Regions from separate parts of the Anser cygnoides genome. Here region 1 is linked to region 2. A link is a contact called in public Hi-C data. All regions are on one chromosome and are shown on one strand. The core of a region is the stretch at or near the end of the contact, and the rest is flanking DNA. Distances in the headings are between cores, read along the strand shown. Region 1 holds the start of MAN1A1 (mannosidase alpha class 1A member 1). Region 2 has its middle 57 kb from the start of MAN1A1.

Region 1 (5,292 bases), core at 2,651-5,150, 58 kb after region 2:
TGGAGATGGAAGGAGTTATAAAGGGTAATTCCAAAGATACTGGTAGGAAAGAGACCTAGCAAACCATTCATCAGCCATGGCAGAAAAGGGTTGAAGGAGTGGAGCAATAAATTCTGCAAGCTTAGAGCTTCATACTCCTGATACATTTCTACAGAATTTATATTAAAAAAAAAAAAAAAAAGTTTGTGTATTAGCCAAAGCTGGGATAAAGCGTGGGTATTAGCCACATTCATCTCATGTGTTTAGAGCAAATGTTTGAGAAAGGCTGTCACACAATCTCACTTTCTCTCTTCTACTTTGCATCCTCAGATAGGAGACCAGTCTTCAACACTAAGCTCATCGTGAAGAGAAAAAAATGGCACCTCCACCTCCCAGATTAGTGCCAGTACTCTGGCTGTAGGCTTCTCTGGGAGTCCAGCGCTCTCGCTTCAGGACTGTTGAGCAATACTCCTTAAGGAAAACTCCTCTCCTCTTTGCCGTCAGAGTCCTGCACTCCTCTCTAAGCTGCAGTACAACTTCAAAAGGAAGGGTAGGGAAAGTGTACCTTCTCTAGGACACACTACGGCAAGACAAAAGAGGTGAATTTGAATCACCTGAGACTACAAAAGTGTGTTGAACACAGCTCTACAACTTCCTGAGCAAATGCTCTAACCACAGGGCTCCTAAATAAATGGTCAATATTTCCTTCTTCTGAGCTCTTAAACTAAAGCATCAGACAGTCCCTTAGACTCAAAGCACTGAAGACCAAGCAAAGGTTTTGCAGCTGTGAGTCACACTTTCCTCACATACTGAACTCAGAACTGCAGCCAAGTGCCAAAATCGGAGAGACAGAGAGTATTTCATACTCATGCGGTCTTCAAATGGCCAAAGCCTCTTTCCAAGCAGCACTCTGGGTGTTACGAAGCCTGCTTGTGAGCCCTGGGAACTCAATGTCTTCGTCATGCTACTTACTCTAGAAAGAACATCTAACTTGGGTTTATGAATTGCATTCCCAAAGGCAAGCCTGTTAAATCTGTCTCTGAAGATCTGGACGAAAGTATTGTATTTCAAAAGGAAGCTGTCAAGTAATGTTTAAAAGTGGTCAGCACCAGAGCATCGTACTACGAGGCCCTTGCAAGGCAGCAGCACTGGTACAAACTCGCTATGTAAAGAGCTGAATCAGTCTCAGCTGAATGTGACGCAAGATGGGCCAGCTGTTAATGCTCCCCTTATCTCTCCCACATATCTGTTAGAACATGCAGGCTAATTCTCTATCACGAGGCAAGATCTAAGGCTAGAACTAGGACAAAATAGGTGCAGCTGGTTAATATGTATATATATATATGAAAAGAAACAGTTGACACATTTTTTCCATGTCTTTCAGTCAATACACAGCAAATTTGCCCATTCAGAACATTTATTATAGAAAAGTGCCTTGTCCCTTGATTACGCAAACCTCTCTCTCACTGCCTCTCATGTATCAGTTCTACCTTTCTATGAACGCCTGATTTGTGCACGATAGCTGGGAAATGATTCCTAATCCTGCAGCTGAACCCAGATCAGACGCATTTTACTCTGCAGACCAGTGTTTTGTTGGCATAACCACTGGATAGGACCCAACCTTACTCAGCATAGCAAAACAACTGCCTGAAGACTTGTTTTTTTTCCCATTTAGCTGATGTCATCCAGGAAGTAATGCAGCTCATTTAGGAGAAAAAAATTAAATGGAGGGGGGGAGAAGTGTCAGCCAGCTCAGCTCAGTGTTCCCTCTAGGTGGATGTGCTGACAGCTATGTTGCAAGAAGCTCCTCCACTGCAAGTCCTGGTGCAAGTGGGCAGGCTTTCCACTGCCATCCTCAGGAGATTATTGCAAATACTAGGCTTCATTTCTTCATGCTTCACTCAGATTATTTGACACTATTTAATGTGGTGACCTATCAATGGTGCTTAACTTTACAGCTGCATTTCCGGTCAGATACAGACAGTCAAAACTGAGCATGTACAAGTCTCGATTCTTCTACTCATATTTGAGTGGTTTTTTTCTCCTCAAATACTCCCTGTATGTTCATGTTCTTTGCAATATCTTATATGACTCTGTCTTGGGCCTAAAGTAAATTATTGACCTAAAACAAGGGACTTGTACAGCAATGTTGGGTTGAGGCATTATTTTTTTTTCTTGCAGCCTCCATTGCCCTCATCTTGTGAACAGCTCTGTGTGCCAGGAGCTTTCCATGCATGACCGGTCCCACTGAATGGCTCCCACATGACTCTGCTATTGAGTGTTTGTAACATCAGGTGTTCACAACAGGAAAGCTCTGCATAGAAAATTTTGGCTTCTGTCCTGAGGAGGAGGTTATTGTTGTCCTTGGAAAGATCATCTCATCGCAGAGGCTGGAGAAGTTAACAGGTTCTGCCTTCGCATTGAAAATACTTGTTGCTTCCCACGTGCTCAGGAAAACAGCAGGATGTCCCAAAGAGAATGATGAGGGTGGTGATGAACCTCCCGGCATGCATTTACATTTAACCCCTGGCACTTACCTCAGGCACCAAAAACGCAGCAGGCTGGTGAGTTCAGAGGGCTTCCCTTTAGGCAGCTGAGACACAGGAGCAGAGCCTGGGTGATGGGATTTTCAACTCTTGTATCGGCTCACGGAGTGCTGCGGCAACATGGCAGCCTAAGGAATTACTTCAGAGGGCTGAAGAGAGGCACTTATTCCAGCCAGCAACAAATTCAGCCCCCAAATATTATCATATAAGTAGTGATGAGTTTTGCGGGCAATCTGTGAAAAATATTGTACGCCCACGTACGCAGCAATTGAAACAGAATATGCTTGCTGGAGCTGAGTGGTATTTCACCATTTAGGAAGCTTTTTCATTAGCCAACTGCCTTTCAGTAAACTCCGTGTTTGCCACCTTAAATGTTCCTTTGAAACAACACAACAACAAAAAAAAGGCGCAGATTCTTATCTCCTTCTCCAAGCAGGCTGAATTCTTCAATCCGAAGCAGTTTGATCTTGGCACAGCTCTCCAGGCAGCGTTACACATTTCTGGGAAAGGCACGTCAAGATCGCAGCGCTCATCGTTCGGTTTAAGCAGGAGTTTCACATCTAGCTGTGGGGAAACGCAACCCGGGGAGAAAAAAATAGGATTTAGAGGAAAATCAGAGCGAAAATTAAAGGGGGTGATTTTGGTGGATGCAAATCGTGGGCCGCTGATCCTTCGGTTTCGGATGTAATGCTGAAGTTTCACAGAAGCGTTTGCTCCTAGGCTGGAGGGAGTTCTGCAGGACTCGGTCCAACGTCTGCGTGTAGCTGGCTCTTCTAAGCCTGTTTCCAATTAATCTATCTCAGACTCTAACTTCTGAGGAACGGGGTTTTGGGACGCAGCCTGCCTTTATTCCCGTTAAGCCAGCGGTGAAACTCCCCTGTATGCAGCTGGGAGCGGAGCGAGGCCCGCGCCCGGCCCGTTTCCAGCGCCGTGCCTTCGCAGTTCACGCAGTGCCTTCTCCCTGCCCTTGGCTAAAGCTCGGCCTCCCCCCCGCCGTCGGGTCCCATTTTCCTTTTTTCCTCGCCGAGGGAGCAGCGCACCTCCGACCCCGCGCCCTGCCTGTCCGGAGGCAGCACCGCAGCACCTTCGGGGCCGCCCTGCCCGGGCAGTGCCCAAAAACCTCCGCTCTGCCAAACGCTGCCCCCCCGCCGGCGCGTCCCCAGGCAGGGCACGGGGCCGCGCGCGCGCCCCCGCTCCCCCCCCCCCGCCTTCCCCGCGCGTCCCCGCGCCCCACCGGCAGCCTCGGGGCGGTGGCTGCGGAGCCCCGCCCCCTGCCGCCCCGCCCCGCCCCTCCTCGCCCCGCCCCCGCCGCCATTGGCCGGCCGGCGGCCCCGCCCCGCCTGGCCCCGCCCCCCCGCCGCCCGGCAGTCGGGCGCGGGCGGAGCGGGGAGCGGCACCCGCGGCGGCGCCGTCCCGGCAGCATGGGCCGGGGCTGACGGACGGCGCCCGCCCCGCAGACGCCGAGCGCTCAGCCGGCGGGCCCGGGGAGGGAGAGACAGGGAGGGAGAGAGAGGGAGAGGGGCGGGGAGTTGGCGCCGCGGCCGCCCGGGGAAACTTTCCGCCGGCGGAGCGGGGCTGGGCAGGGCAGGGCAGGGCAGAGCGGAGCGGAGCGGGGCGCGCTGAGGCGGCGCGGGGGCCATGCCCGCCGCCAGCCTGCTGCCGCTGTTCGGTAGCGCGGCGGGGCCGGGGGCGCTGGGCGGCCCCGCGGGAGGCGGCGGCGGCGGCGGAGCGGGCGGCGGGGTCCGGAAGGCGGCGGGCCCCGGCGCGTTCCGGCTGACGGAGAAGTTCGTGCTGCTGCTGGTGTTCAGCGCCTTCATCACCCTCTGCTTCGGGGCCATCTTCTTCCTGCCCGACTCCTCCAAGCTGCTCAGCGGCGTCTTCTTCCACTCGGCCGCCCTGCAGCCGCCGCCGCCGCCGCCCGGCGGGCAGCCCCGAGCCCCGCCGCAGCCCGGGGGGGGCCCGGCGGCGGGGCCGGCGGCGGCGGGCAGGGGCAGCCTGGCGCGGATCCGCGCCGACCACGAGCGGGCTCTGCGGGAGGCCAAGGAGACGCTGCAGAAGCTGCCCGAGGAGATCCGCGGGGACATCCGCCGGGACAAGGAGAAAGTCGCGCAGGACGCCCGCGGCAGGAAGGAGCCGGCCGCCTCCGGGCTGCCCCAGCGCCCTTTCCGCCCGCCCGTGGGCGCCGCGGGGCAGGAGCCCGCCGACCCCGCCGTGCGCCAGCGGAGGGCCAAGATCAAAGAGGTGGGTGGCGGCCGCCGCTCCCGGGGACCGGCCCGGGGCAGCCCCGAGCCCGGCAACAGGTCGCCGGCGGCGGGGGGGAGCCCGGGGAGCGCCCCCGCCTCGCCCCGCTGCGGGATGCCCCGGCCGGCGCTCCGTGCCGGCTCCGCATCCTCCTCCTCCTCCTCCTCCTCCTCTTCTCCTCCTCCTCCTTCTCGCAGCCGCCGGGGCCCCCAGGCAGGAGCTGGCAGCTCCCGGCCCCGCGACGCCTTCGCGCGGCTCCCCGGAGCTCGCCGGGCTTTGCCCGTGCCTCCCGGGGCAGGGGGGGCTCTCCCGGCCGTGCCTGCCGTGAGCAGGGCTCGCTGGGGTCCCCCCGGCACGACGAGGCTCCTTTCTTTCTTTCTTTAATAATTCTTCGTGCCGTTCAACTTCCTGTCGTTGCCGGCAGCCCGTATTTATCGAGTTGACAATTCGTGCTGCCTGCGGGGATTAGTTTATAAATTAATAAGTAGCGAGTGTTTTCCCCTTCCGTGAGGATGGGAACGAGACT
Region 2 (4,936 bases), core at 228-2,727:
TTTGCATCCTGTGATCCCCCAGTCATTTTATATCAGTAGGAATTGCAGAAGACTCTTGCCAGCAACAGGAGCTGATTCTGCCTGTGCTCCCAAGCTTCAAAAAGAAAGCTCAAAGTTCAAATTCTACAAACTCCTCAGAAATCTATATATTCACCATGTTCTTAAAGTTAAACCTACTCAATGGGCAAAGTACTTTTCTCAGCTGCTCAAGAGAAAAGCAACTCGCACAAGGTAAGTAACCAGGAGTGAAGTGAACAGTGAAGCATAACACCTGCTAAACAAAGTCCTAGTCAGGGTGCTGGATTGCTTTTGCCTCTCCCAAGCCCTGTGACTCCCCTTACTTCCAGAGATGCAGCTACAGCTCATATTGCTTCTGCAGCTGTTGCAATCATGGGCATCATCCCTGCAGCATCTGTGTGATGCATCCCAAGCCAGCACTGTGTGAGATAAAAGTAGTGTCTGTGTGATAAAAAGCCCAGAGGCAGAACACTATCGGAAGAACAGACCAAGCTCTCAAGAGCACAGTGGCTGGAAAGCTTGAGAGAAGTCTCACAAAAGTTCTTCTCATTCGCTGTGATATCTGAATTAGGGGCACAGTGCCTTGCTTGTTTCTTCCTCTGTGACTATTTGCAGTGCAAATCCAAGATCTGAAATTTAAATGGCTACTTGACATGTCTGTATTAATCAATTGCACCTCAATGGGCTTCCTTCAACTTTGGGTGTTTACCAAAGCTCCGACCACTGAACTTTATTTCCTTACTAGTCTTATCTTTTACAGAACTCTAGGAGGCTGACGTGGATCAGTGTCACCAGAGTGACTGCACAAGGTAAACCTAATAATCCAGTCTGTTTTTACATATTTACATAGAGGGTAGAAGCAAATGCAGGAGACTAATCTGTTTGATCTTAAAGGACAGGCGAACTTGCTGTCCTGATTTTGCTAGATGGAGTCCTACTTTCTCTAGGTGTCCTTATTGTGAAATCCTAGAAGTGGTATAATCAACATTATTTGAAAGATAAATGAACAGTATGTTTCAAGGCATTAGCTGTACCCTGGGCTAAATATAAACTTGGTAACAAAAAGCTGAACAGTTATTTACTCTAATAAAAGTTAGTGAGGTTAAAGCAAGTAACCTTTATGTTTCTTTTTCTTTATTCTGAAATATTTCCACTTCTAAATATGCCTCCTCTGCTCCTGCCTCTCAGACGTTAAAGTAATTTTCTTCCTGCTCCTGATCATAACTGATATAAGAAGCAGGAAAAAAAAAAAAAAAGAGAGAGAAAAGGAGAGAGAGAGAGAGAGAGAGAGAATGTCAGGACTGGTAATACAGAGGAATAAGGCAAGGCAACATGATGCCTTCTTCCAGCTCTTGCTCCTATAGAGCTAACTTCTGTTCTCTTCACATTTGCTGAAAGTTAAAATGAGAAAAGTCAACACCCATCACTAAAATGAAAAAAAAAAACACAAGTGTGTCAAGAAAACAGTGGAAGCTCTCTGCATTTGCATGAAATTCAGATTAAGAAGTCAAGGTAGGAGGGCAAGGAGGTACTTTCCTCCAAGGCAAAGCTTAAATGTCGGTATAGATTCTCAGTTAAAGCTGTGTTATTTTGTGCTCATTTCTATGCCAATAAATAAATAAATAAATATATAAATAAATAAAATCCCAGCACAAGCTTAATTATAGTAACAAAAACATGAATAGAGGATATGTTGCCAGTGTTATTTTCTTCAGGGAATTCGTATAAGTAGTATAAGCAATCTCTCTTTGCTGATAACGCTGCGCCTGCATTCGAACATTTTGCCAGTGCAGTTACAACAACAAACCTTTCCAAGCATTGAGTAAGACCTAGTTTAGAAATCAGAGGACAGAGAAATCCCTATTTATTTGCTAAAGAAAGGACAGATACAACACTTATGTTGATTCCTTTCATTTAAGAAATGTTCAGCCCTTACACAAACTATACATGCAATCATTATTTATGCATGTTAGGACACACTCTCTGCCTTTTTGCCCATAGCCCCAGTCTTTAAATTCAAGGACAGTCCAGTGCTCAGGCAGACACCAAGGGCCAGGCTGTGCAGCTCAGAATTTTATCTGCTGCTCTGTAGGCTTATAGTGAGATAGAATCTGATAATTGTATAGGTGTTCCTAGTCTGTGATGGACAAAAGCATGGCTACAACTTATTAACTGGCCAGCAAAGCGAAGACAAATGAGCTGGCCACGTTGGTGCCCATCTGCTCTGGACATGAGGCTGTAGGTACAACAATGTCAATGTCACAAAATTGCAAACAGGAATGTCCTTGTGCTACCAAGACCTTGACTGACTGACATTTCCTGAGCAAGGCATGGAAGGATGAGATACCATGCCTAAATCAAAACTAGGCGCTTATTTTTGTAAATCATGTCATTCCCCATACTCTCACTGAGAGGTATTATCAAAACAGAAATAAATGATTTGCATAATCACTACCGTTTATTTCCAAATAAGCATATAATTATTATGCAAATCATTACCATACATTTTTTTTATCATTTCTTTCCTAGCGAATTTCCCCGTGTCCACTAATATCTCTTTCTAATTGCTAGCAGAAGCAGCATTTCTTTTCATGATCCACTTCTTCAGTTCTCCATTTTCCTCCTTATGTGAGAAAATGTCTCCCAGCCCCAAAACCCACAAACCACTTCCTTGTAAATCTTCCCTAATTTTGTAATTAGAGCAATACAGTGTGACAGCATAGGAAAGGGAGCTAGAAAGGGAGCATGAAAAATGCCAAACTTAATTCATCACCCAAAACTAAGTCAGCTTTGGTTTTGGGTTCTATTCTCCACAAAGCTGCCACCTTCAACTTTTAATTTCCATTTGATTTCTGGTGTTTTCTGGTGTTGGAAAAATACCCAAGATCAGAGCCAAAATAAAGCAAGTCTGTCTGAATGGTATGCTCAGTGCTTTTGGAAAAAGGAAGTCCCAAGAATTAGGGTTTGCAGTCATCTTAGGTGGTTGGAAAATATATTCTTATTCTGTAGGTGTTTTTCCAAACTGAACTTTCAATGTTTTTGACATTCATGCTTTACCAAAATAGATCCCTTTACGTTTAACTGATCCCTAATCAACTCACATGCAGCCTTTTTCATCATTACCTGGTATTGTGGTATTCACACCAGCTTTTGTCTTTAGAGACACACAGTCCTCCTACACATCTGTAATGGAGATTAATGCAAGTGTAAAACTAAATGTCCCGTTCTACCCATATACCCATCTAACATATACCCTAAATGATTAACTGTTGGACTTTAATCCCACAAACGTTTATATATCTAAGAAAACCAATTTTCTTTAATTATATGGAGAACTCGGGTACTTAGAAACTTTCACCTGCAGGTTTTCAGAACCAGGTTGTTAACCAAATGCTAGCATATGCTCCTCTTTGATGTTATAGGTAAGGAGATGGTCATTTATCATTACCTTTTGCAGCACCAGGATGTCACCCATACAGTTTCATTTTCAATAATAACCCCTTTTGTGACCTGCTGTTCTCTGGGACGCTAGTTTCGAATCTGTTAGTTTTAAACAAAAGATTCACCAGCACATGCTGTCCTTGTGCTAACCCAGCTCATTTCTGTTGGGGGCACAGAATCACATGCTCTGAAGAAGCTGGTGGCACTGGAAACCATTGGGGCACTCCTTCCACTGCACTGCCTGCCCCTCCTCGGTGTGCCCCTGCCTGTGGCCAGGTGCGCAGAAGCCCTGAGCCAGCCCTGCTGGCTGCAGCTGAGCCTGGCTTGCCAGTGCCAGCTTGAGCTCTCAGTTTGACAGAGTACCACTGTTTTGAAGAGTAATATAAAAGAAAGTCACACAAACCAAGAAATTACAGCTAAAGTTTTCAAATCTGCGTGAATCTCATCTCGATGCAACATCTATCCAGGCTTATCAGTGCCACAGTGAAGAATTAAAAGCCTTCCTGCTAAGACTTCTCAATAACTGCTGTCCTACTTCCTTCCTACCCATTGCCCTGTCCTAATATTTTAGCTTTACAATTATAAAGCCTTGCCTCGTTAACCACAGGTTAAATGATTTGATAGGTAGGAACCTATCAAATCATTACTTTCCCAGTACAGTATTTCATCGTCCTAATTCTATTGTCCTATGCCATGTTGTTTACCTTTTTCTATCAGATTTTATCCTAGTTCCTTGCCTTTAGTTTCTATTGTGTCACACTGTTTATGCACTGCGAATGTATTTGCATTGTCCTCTATAGAGTATCTTGCATACATAGAACGTTTAAATGAGAAAAATATTCAAGGACAATTATGCACAGTTAGTCTATAGATTCAGTCATTTTTGCTGAGGCAACTAAGCAGTTATTAATACTTCACAGTAACAATTTACTTCCCATACAAAACACAAAGGAAGATGTGTCCCTTGACCTGGAAAGTTTCTTTTTTTAATTATTAATCAACAATGTAGTTAGGATATACTAAGGATATATTATAATGACATATAGTAAAAAAACTTGCACTCAAATCTGAAGGTTTCTTAGGTTTCTTGCCTAGTTGTGCCACTCATATTTCATTCTTCAACTTTTCTTTTATAAATTTCTTGATGATTAGAAAAAGAATGATTCTTTCTGAAAACATGTAAAATGTTTCCATACTACAATAACATTACCTATTTTAAAATTATTATCTAAACAAAGTTATTGACGTCGTTCAGACCACCAGATCAGGAAGAAAAATTAGATGAGACCTTCTTCAGAAAACTAGGTTGCACACTCACAGGTTCTTGTCCTCATGGGGGACTTGAATCACACCAATATCTGCTGGAGGCAGATTATAGGAGGGCACAAACAATCCAGAAGGTTTCTGGGGTTCTTCAGTGATAACTTCCTAACACAGAAGAGAGATTTCTTGTACTTCACACACTGAAGTGCAAGAA

Evidence for each region. A called contact is a pair of places that touch in the nucleus more often than the background predicts.
Region 1: a contact with region 2 is called in a Hi-C map of liver, with 2.7 times the contacts expected there. The contact joins the promoter of MAN1A1 here to the enhancer-like site in region 2. A contact is called at or near these places in 3 of 7 Hi-C or Micro-C datasets (all in liver).

What each region holds. Positions count from the first base shown.
Region 1 is chr3:68,647,906-68,653,197 of Taihu_goose_T2T_genome, forward strand. MAN1A1 (mannosidase alpha class 1A member 1) reads left to right here and starts at 3,901. Exons shown (of 12, transcript XM_066994361.1): 1 at 3,901-4,766. The coding sequence starts at 4,164. LOC136790458 (a long non-coding RNA gene) reads right to left here and starts at 3,729. Exons shown (of 4, transcript XR_010830398.1): 1 at 1,606-3,729.
Region 2 is chr3:68,592,699-68,597,634 of Taihu_goose_T2T_genome, forward strand. No RefSeq gene overlaps it. Among named protein-coding and RNA genes, the nearest start is that of MAN1A1, 57 kb to the right of the region's middle. Within about 2 kb of position 1,478, at least 1 of the 3 cell types and tissues checked has open chromatin away from gene starts, as enhancers often do. A contact at or near this core is called in liver, where this site is marked.